Linked DNA regions of Cricetulus griseus: region 1 is linked to region 2. The links are chromatin contacts, called in public Hi-C maps. All regions are on one chromosome and are shown on one strand. Each heading gives the region's core, a stretch centred on a gene start, on an enhancer-like site or on the middle of the called end of the contact. The rest is flanking DNA. Distances are from core to core; before and after follow the strand shown.

The links. Hi-C and Micro-C count contacts between places; a contact is called where the count stands out from the background.
Region 1: a Hi-C map of fibroblasts shows a contact between it and region 2, with 5 times the contacts expected there. The contact joins the promoter of Fads3 here to the promoter of Fen1 in region 2. A contact is called at or near these places in 4 of 8 Hi-C or Micro-C datasets (the CHO-K1 cell line, fibroblasts and liver).

Annotation. Positions count from the first base shown.
Region 1 is chr3:50,409,063-50,413,428 of CriGri-PICRH-1.0, forward strand. Fads3 (fatty acid desaturase 3) reads right to left here and starts at 1,373. Exons shown (of 12, transcript XM_027406730.2): 1 at 979-1,373. The coding sequence starts at 1,203.
Region 2 is chr3:50,247,064-50,251,027 of CriGri-PICRH-1.0, forward strand. It overlaps Fen1 (flap endonuclease 1), which reads left to right and starts at 2,193. Exons shown (of 2, transcript XM_027406738.2): 1 at 2,193-2,499. LOC118237682 (transmembrane protein 258) reads right to left here and starts at 2,067. Exons shown (of 4, transcript XM_027406739.2): 1 at 1,938-2,067. The coding sequence starts at 1,940.

The sequences.
Region 1 (4,366 bases), core at 123-2,622, 160 kb after region 2:
ACCACACTGTGGCCCAAGGTTGGTGATTTTCAGGAACCTTCTCATTCTTATGCCTCTCAGTTGCTTGGAGTGAATGGGAAAGAAGAGGGACAGTGACAGTCCTGGGACAGAGCAGAATCTTCTCTGCTGCCACCAAGTTCTTCCATTAGGACTCCATGCCCTCCAGTCTTGAAGGTCTCCCTGGTACCCATTGTGACTAACCTACAGTTCTGGAGAGTAGGGGGCAGAGCCTCATGGCCTCGACCTTTGTCCACATAGGGTGACTGAGGCTGGAAGGGTCTGGGAAATTGTTTTACCACTGGGCTCCAGCCAGATAGTGCTCCAGGCCAGCCACATCCCTCCTTGTCTAGACGTGGACTGAGAATGGGAAGCCAGAGTCCCCAGGGGCCAGCCTGTGCCTGGGGTGACTGTGCTTCCCGTGGAGGCCCACCCAGCCTGGCAAAGTCTTCCCACGTGCAGCTGCCAGCCCAGCAGAGGTGAGTCACTGGCCCTCAGAACAGTCTACACAAATGCTGGATAAGCCACAGACCTCCAGGCCCTGCCCAAGCTCTGCTGCCCAGCCCCCAGTCTCTGATGGCATATCCCTGTCGTTAGGGACCCAGCCCTGCCCCTCACACTTTGGAAGCACCAGGTACTAGTCTGAGAGACTCACAGCAGAAATGAGACCCTCGGTACAACAGTAAGGGTGCTTACCTAGGGTGGAATCTGCCCCTCACGGCACACCCACTTCAGTGGGCCCATTCCTCCCGGAGAGACCTATTGCACAGACTGACCAACAGCCGGTCCTCCATGAAAGAAAGAGACTTCCTTGGCCCTGGCTGCATCTCAACTCTGGAGCCAGGGCGTGGGGTCAAAGGTCAGAAAGAGCAGAAAGGATGCTAAGGTCCGCAGGTGGAATGAGGCTAGGAGCCTACGACCCACGTCTCCCTCCCCACCGTTAGCGCAAGGCTCCACCCCGCAGGCTGTGGGTTAGCTTACCGTGGCGTCCTCCGCGCCGTGGTGGCCGATGAGGCGGCTGCCCCCTGGGTGCCGCTGTGCCCAGCGGCTGATGTCGTAGACACGGCGCTCGATGACCAGCCACTTGTCGCCTGGTAGGTCGTGCTGGCGGATCTGCTCCCAGCGGAAGATGGGCAGGGGCGCCCCCAGCGGTGCGGGCCCCTCCCGCGGCCCCGGTCCCCCGCCGGGCTCCCCGACGCCACCCATAGCCGCTGTGCACAAGTCCCCCGGACCCCGGAATGTGACCGAGGTCTGACAGAGACACCGTGGAAGGCGAGGTCGCTATCTGGGGTCTTCCTCCGCCGCTGCCCGCCCTGCCGGCCCCGCCCTGCCGCTGCGGCCGCCGTATGAGCGTGCGCCTGCCCGGCTCTCGGCGCAGGGAACTTTTCCCTCCCTTATAACCGCGCTGACAGCGCTCGCCTCGCCCGCCCCTCGTCCCGGCCCCCACGCTGGCCAGTCCCGAGCCCGCTCCAATCCCGGCGCGGCTCCTCCACCTCCATTGGCTGCCGGGGGAGGGCGGTGTCGCGAAGGGGCTCGCCCCACCCGCGAAGGCCTAGGGGGCCACCACGCCCGGCCCAGCCCCCGGGACACTGTCCCGCCCCCAGTTCCTCGGACTCGCAGCTTGGCCGAGTGTGGGGGTGGGAGGAATGGGGACCCGGTCGCGTACGAGAGAATGGCAGGCCACTATGCCCCTCAGGGGCCCAAGAGGAGCCCGGGTCTGAGCCCTAAGGGGCTGGGAAGTGTGGTTAGGGATGTCACGGGGGCCTTAGCCATACATTCCGGGTGGCTATAGTTGAGGACACTATCTCTGGGGTGACTGTCAACAGCCTCCAAACAATGGACCTCACCCCACAACAAATCCTCAACATCCACACGAGAAGGCCATTTAGAGCCATCTGCTGGGGTGATAGCCTCTTCTCTCCTTTGGCTGCATACAGGGTTGGGGGTGCCCAGGGTGGTCAGAGGAGGAAGGGAACAGACCGCAATGGTGCCTGCAGCGCTGTACCAGGAAAGAATGGACCAGCCTGCAATGGGTGGCTTGCTTGTTACCACCTCCCACCCCACCCCACCCCCTTTCAGTGGTATTTTTGACTTATTAAATTGAAATCCTCTTGAGAGTGTAGCTACATTCCCAAATTGTACGATGTTACTTTGAGGTCGACACCAATTCCTTAAAAGTTAAGCATTCACACCAACAGGAACCACAATTGGCAAACTTGAAGTTCTATCAGAACTTCCCAGAGGGCTAGTTAAAACAGAATCCCTCACTCCACCCTATCGTGACGTGGCTCAGGGCAGAAAGGTGAGGCAGGCCTGCTGGTTGGAGAAAATCTTTTCAGAACCTTAAAGTATATTTCTCCAATATGCTAACATTTCCTCTTGGCCTACCTAAGAATTTGTAGGAGACCTGGCCTTTAAGGATATCAAAATCAACCTGTACTCCTTGTCAACATAAAATATTTGCATGTAACCTTCACACATCCTGCCATGCACTTTAAATCATCTTTGAATTCCTTATAATGCCTAATGTGATGTAAATGCTCTATAAATAATTGCTCACTGCATTGTTTAGGGAACAATGGCAAGAATAAAAAGACTGAAAGCATTCAGCCCAGATGCAACCATTACAAGCCTAAATGCAAGGACAGGAAGAGAAGCAGAGGCGAGCAATACTCTAAAGAATGTTGGGAAGATAGTCAGGACCCGTGAAAGGAGAAGAGGTGACAGCAGGGCCAGCCTACATACACACTGCTTCCTTCACATGGAGAGAAAGGAGTGTGGCACATTCCTGTTTCACATTTTGGAAATTTCTGGATTTTCTGAACATGTCAAACTTACTGCTGATGTGTCTTAGGATGCAGAACTCACGAGATGGAAGGACCATGCATGATTTGTGCTGCAGGCAGACCAGAGCTTGAAGAAGGGAGCTTCTTGGTTCTCCCTAGTTCAAGGAACTCTTGCTTTGCTTAGCCAGGACAACCAGAGATCCATGATGTTGCCACAGACAGGAGCTGTTCAGTCCTCTTCTACTGGGCCCTTCAGAATCCTGGAACCCCATTTCTGCACACCTGGAGGGTACAGACAACAGTCCAGGCCCAAGAGGACAGCAGGTACTGCTGCCCCCACATGGTCACACTGAGCACTGGGATGAAGAGAGTCTGCTCTTGCATCCAAACCTGGTGGCCCATAGGGTGTAGTCCTTACTCCTATCTCAGCACCTCTCAGTATAATGATGTGGCTGACTCAAGAGCCATCCGAGGGCTCCTTCCTTGGGGGTCTGGCCTGGATTTAGGTATGGGAGGCAGTTAGGGATTGGGTAAGTCCTAGTCATACCAGGAGAGTCAGCAAAGTGAAGGCTAGACAGACTGGTTAGATAAACCAAGAGAAGGCCTGAACCATGCTACCCTCTCTGGCCACTTCAGTCCAGCATGGAATATATAAGAGGAAGGGGGCCCCCTTTTCACCTGTATCTAGCTCTGTGTTTCTATAAAGCCTAAACTATGAATGACCTCTCCCTACCTCCTACACAAACAGCTTCCCACTTTAATTCTCTGCAGGCCTTGGGGTCATCCCTAGGCCACTCTGTCTCTCTGATCTCTGACGCTGGAGAACTTGCAACTTGCAGGGAGTCAGGGGCTGGGGGAACTTGAGGCTCCATTGTCCCCAAATCCTCAAATCCGGGCAGCTGAGGCCTCTCAGACCACTTAGAAAGGGAGAGGCATCACTCGACATTCCTGAGCTGCCATTGGGCCACTGCCAGGGTGTGTGGGTGTAGGAGGGGGAGGGAAGCCAGCCAAGTTGGGTATTTTTTTTTTGAGGGGGGTAAACTTGAGATTTGAGGAGAGTCCCCTTGAACACCTTGAATGCAGACCCTCGCCTCTGTCCCTCTGGGTCCTTTATTGTTGGGAGCTTCTACCCAGGCCTCTTATTGGATGCCTTGAAATTGCCACCCCCTACAGAGCCACCAGCTACTGTCTTGGAGCCAAGGGATGTTTGTGCAGTGCCAGGGAGGCTCAGCAAGCCTGATAGGCAAGCAGTGGCTGTAAGAAAAAACTCCAGAGCTCAGGCAAAAGGGACTCAAGTCAGAGCTCTGGGGCTTGGCTTGAGTTACCAATCACATCATGAGCTTGGTTATTAGTTCGGGGTACAACTCTTCTGAGAATGGAGGAGCGGGGGCCATGGGCCCCACAGAATTATGTAAAGGCTGTTTGGAACCATTTAGGCCAGGAACCACAAGCCTATTGGCCACTATGGTGGAACAAGGCTCCTTAGAACACCTCTTGGTAAGAACGGGATGCATAGAAATGGACAGCAAACTCCGGGCGTGATGGTGCACGCCTTTAGTCCCAGCACTCGGGAGGCAGAGGCA
Region 2 (3,964 bases), core at 943-3,442:
GTTTGTCTCTATGTGAGTGTGTGTATGCATTTTTATATTTTACACGTTTATCTGCTCTGTGAGTGTGGGTGCAGGTACCATCAAGTGCATGGGCGATCAGAAGACAATTTGCTAAAGTTGGTTTTCTCCTTACACCATGTGGGTCCTAGGACTGAACTCAAGTTACAAGGCTGGACAGTAGGAGTGTTCACCTGTTGAGCCATTTTGCAGGTCAGCCTCCCTATCCACTTTTTCTTTAAATTTGTGAGAAGGCTACAGGACAATTTTCTGAGCCACTTTCTGCCGTGTTTGAGGCAAGATCTCTCTTGGGTTTTTTTGTTCTGTTTTGTTTTTGGTCACTGTGACAAGTACTCCAGGTTAGTTGGCCCCCAGGCTTCTGAGCAATTCTTCTGGTTCCATTTTCCATCCTGCTATCTGAGTTCTGAGATTACCACATCTGGCTTTCAAAAATAATGTGGGTTCTAAGATGCAAACTCAGGTTTTTGGCTTGCACACCAAACACTTTTACCCACTGAACCATCTTCCCAGCCTTATAGTCACATCTTAAAGTAGGGACATGGCAAGCTTTGTAGTAGAGCATTTGCATAGCATGAATGAAGTCTTGGGTGTGATCTCCAGCACTGGGAAAAAAACAAAACAAAACAAAACAAAAAAACAACAAAAAAGTATGGAGGCAGCAGCTTTTCTTTTGGTACGATAAGAGCAGCTGAGTCAGAGGCTCAGGCATAGGAAGGGATAGAGATAAATGGCTCCTAGGATTTTCTAGCCAGTGATCACTAAGACAATCATGGATCTGTCTGGAGAAAAAACAAAGAAAAAGCTTGTCCACAATTTCCATTGCTTTTGGACCTGTGTCCAGACTCTAAACCACTAATTTGTGCAGGAAGCTGAAGCCTAGACTAATACGAAGACCTCAAGTTCTAATTCAAGAGCATTCTTAGGAGGGAACCACAGGGATCTCCTGGCAGAAGACAACTGTGATAATTCTGGCTTTACTGAATCACTGGAGTTTGAGTTACGTAGTTATAACAAGTATTGGTTTCACAGGTCTGATGCAGGATTGGAGAAAGATGATAAATGTTGACACATCTAGTTGACTGCCTGCCATGGAGTAACTGCTCAATAGGTATTTGTTTCCTTCCTAAGGTTGTAGAGAAGATTATGAGATAATGCCTGTGAAAGGACTATAAATGCAAAGTTCTGTACAAATGTTAACTTCCATTGTCACTTGCCAGCCAATGCCTCTAAAGTCCAGAACATAACAACTCCAGAGAAGTAAACTGAACCCATTGTTCTAAGAGACACAGGAATTCAATTCAGTAAACAATTATGTCCCCCTTTCCCCCCTATAAAAGCCAAAGACAATTGCTGCCATTTATGGAGCCTCCAATTGCAGGCCCAGTGTTTGGCAACAAGAATACAAAGAAGAATAGACATCACCCCAGAACTAGATGCACGTCAGATGGTGGTCACTAGGAGGCGTGGCAGATAAAAAAGAGGTCCACGAAACGTGGCAAGAGGTGTACAGAGACTGTAAGAGCCCAGAAAACAGACAAGTGCCTGTGAGAGTTGCAAGTGTTTCACCAGGTAATGACATGTATCCAAGGGCCTTGCGGGATGAATTCAGCAAGGGAAACTTTCCAGATAGCGATAACTGATCATAGGAAAGAGAAATAAACGCGCGAAGGTATTCAACGTGCACCCCACGCCCCTCAGCCTTATGATCAACAATATCATAAGCCCATTGTGATGGAAACCTCAGTCTGAGAAATTCTCGGCAAGGGGCTTGCTTTCCCCGTTCCTCAGCTAAACATGGGCTCCAGCAGCGACCCACCCTGGGGACACGGAATGCTGACGACTCCGCGGAAGAACGCGGTGTGGACCGGATACCCAGGAGTCCTGGCCCACAGCCCTGTCCGCAACTCCCACCATCTCACCATTTTGCCCCGCACACGATAAACCACCGGTCCACCACCGGAAGAACACGTCGGCAAGAGCAAGCGCGTTGAGCAACAGGAAGAGGATGTGGTCCCTCGCGCGTGGCATTGTGGGACTTGTAGTCCCGCGGTTTCAGGTGTAACGGTAACTGGGACTCTGAAGACCTATGTGAGTGACATGGGGTTGGAATGTGAGAGGGGGTAGTGCAGAGTCTCTGTTTTAATCCGTTTTCCCCGGAAATAAGGTCCACTATGAAAGCTGCGGTCTGAAGTGGCAGAGACTGCACTATATTTCCCAGGAGGCTGTTCGCGGAGGGCGGGTCACGTGACCGGAGCGCGGGCTTTGGAAGGCGGCGAAGCTGGAAACGACTTCGGCTCTACATCAGAAGAACGCGCTCGAGTCGGTTCTGAGGACTCCGTGGATGCCGGACCACCGCTAGCTGCCGAGGGAGGGTGAGGCCTCGCGGAAGCGGTGCTGAGAGCGACGAGTTACCGCGGGAGCAGCACCAGGCGGCCCCGGCTTTGACCATTCGCGCTGCTGGGAGCCTCCGTCTCTTCACCGGTAGGAAGTAGGTAATAACCTTTCCCCGCGAGGACTACGGCCTTATTTTAGAAACACTAGAAACGACTTGTTCAGTCCGTTTCCTGCCCGGGTCTGCGGGGTACTGCAAGAGGAAGACGACTAACAGGGTATTGCTAGGGGAGTTTGTTAGCTGGCAGTTCGGGGATTCCGAAGCAGAACCTCAGTCCACCCGGAGAGAGCAGAGCCTGTTTCTCCGAGGGCCCTTGTGAGGAGGTTTTGTACCTCTTAGGAAATGGGTCCAAGGTCTGCTGACATCAAGAGACACTGCTTGCGTCCTTTTCTTTCTTTCTTTCTTTCTTTCTTTCTTTCTTTCTTTCTTTCTTTCTTTCTTTTTCTTCCTTCCTCCCCCCCTCTCCTTCCTTCTTCCTCCTCCTCCTCTTCTGTGCTGTTTTTTATTTTTTTATTTTATTTTTTTTTTGGTCCAGGATATTTTTTTAAAAAAATAATTTTATGGTCATTGGTGTTTTGCCTGCATGTATGTCTGTGTGAGGGTGTCAGAAGCCCCGGGACTGGAGTTACAGGTATGAGCTGCCATGTGGGTGCTGGGAATTGAACCCCGGTCCTCTGGAAGAACAGCCAGTTAACCTCTGAGCCATCTCTGCAGCCTCCCGAGACACTGTGCTTTCTGATATTTCTGGCTGAGGGAGGCGTTTTATCCTCCATGCAGCCATTTCATGTAAGGGTTTGCTATCTGGGACATCCTGTGGAGGCGGGACTGAGATGGCATCAAGACAGAACAGTGTATCCTCTGTGACAGGATGGGTGCTGTCTTGTACTCATTCTAGCAAAGCAGTGAGACATGAACCAGAGCACTGGGTGGGCAACACTGGCACACCATCTGGTGATGTGTGCTTTCCACCTGGTGTTGGCCAGTTTTGCAAGGCAGAAATGATTCTTTCACAACTCATACCACAGAGTAAGTGCCTTAATTGTGTTTCACAGAGCTGAAGATGTGGCTCAGTGTAGAGCGCTTGCTGGCGCTAGCATATGTGAGGCCCTAGGTCAGTCCCTGTTGTTATGCACAGGACACATCAAGTGGTTTCATGGGTGGTGGCTGGATTCGAAGCTGGGCTTTTTATTTGATTTCTGGTGCTGGGGATTCAGCCGGGGACTTCAGCCTTGCTAGGCAAAGCTGCTGTACCTGTGAGCTATAATCCTCAGCCCTAAGGCTGGACTTGGCTGCTTGTATTCATAGGGGAACCACAATAATACAGACAGGAAGAAGAGAGGAAGGATGGCAGGAAGAACACACGGCTGATCGAAAGAGGGAGGTGGGACTTTTAATTAGGCTCCCATACTGTACAGGTAGATTTTGATGCTGTTCCTACTGAGGTGTTGGGACTCAGGAAGGGGAGTATAAGTGTCACATAGGCTTCAGAGAAGATACCATGGAGTAAGATTGGGAACAATTAGAACTCCTAGGATAGGGTTTTCTTTCTTCTTT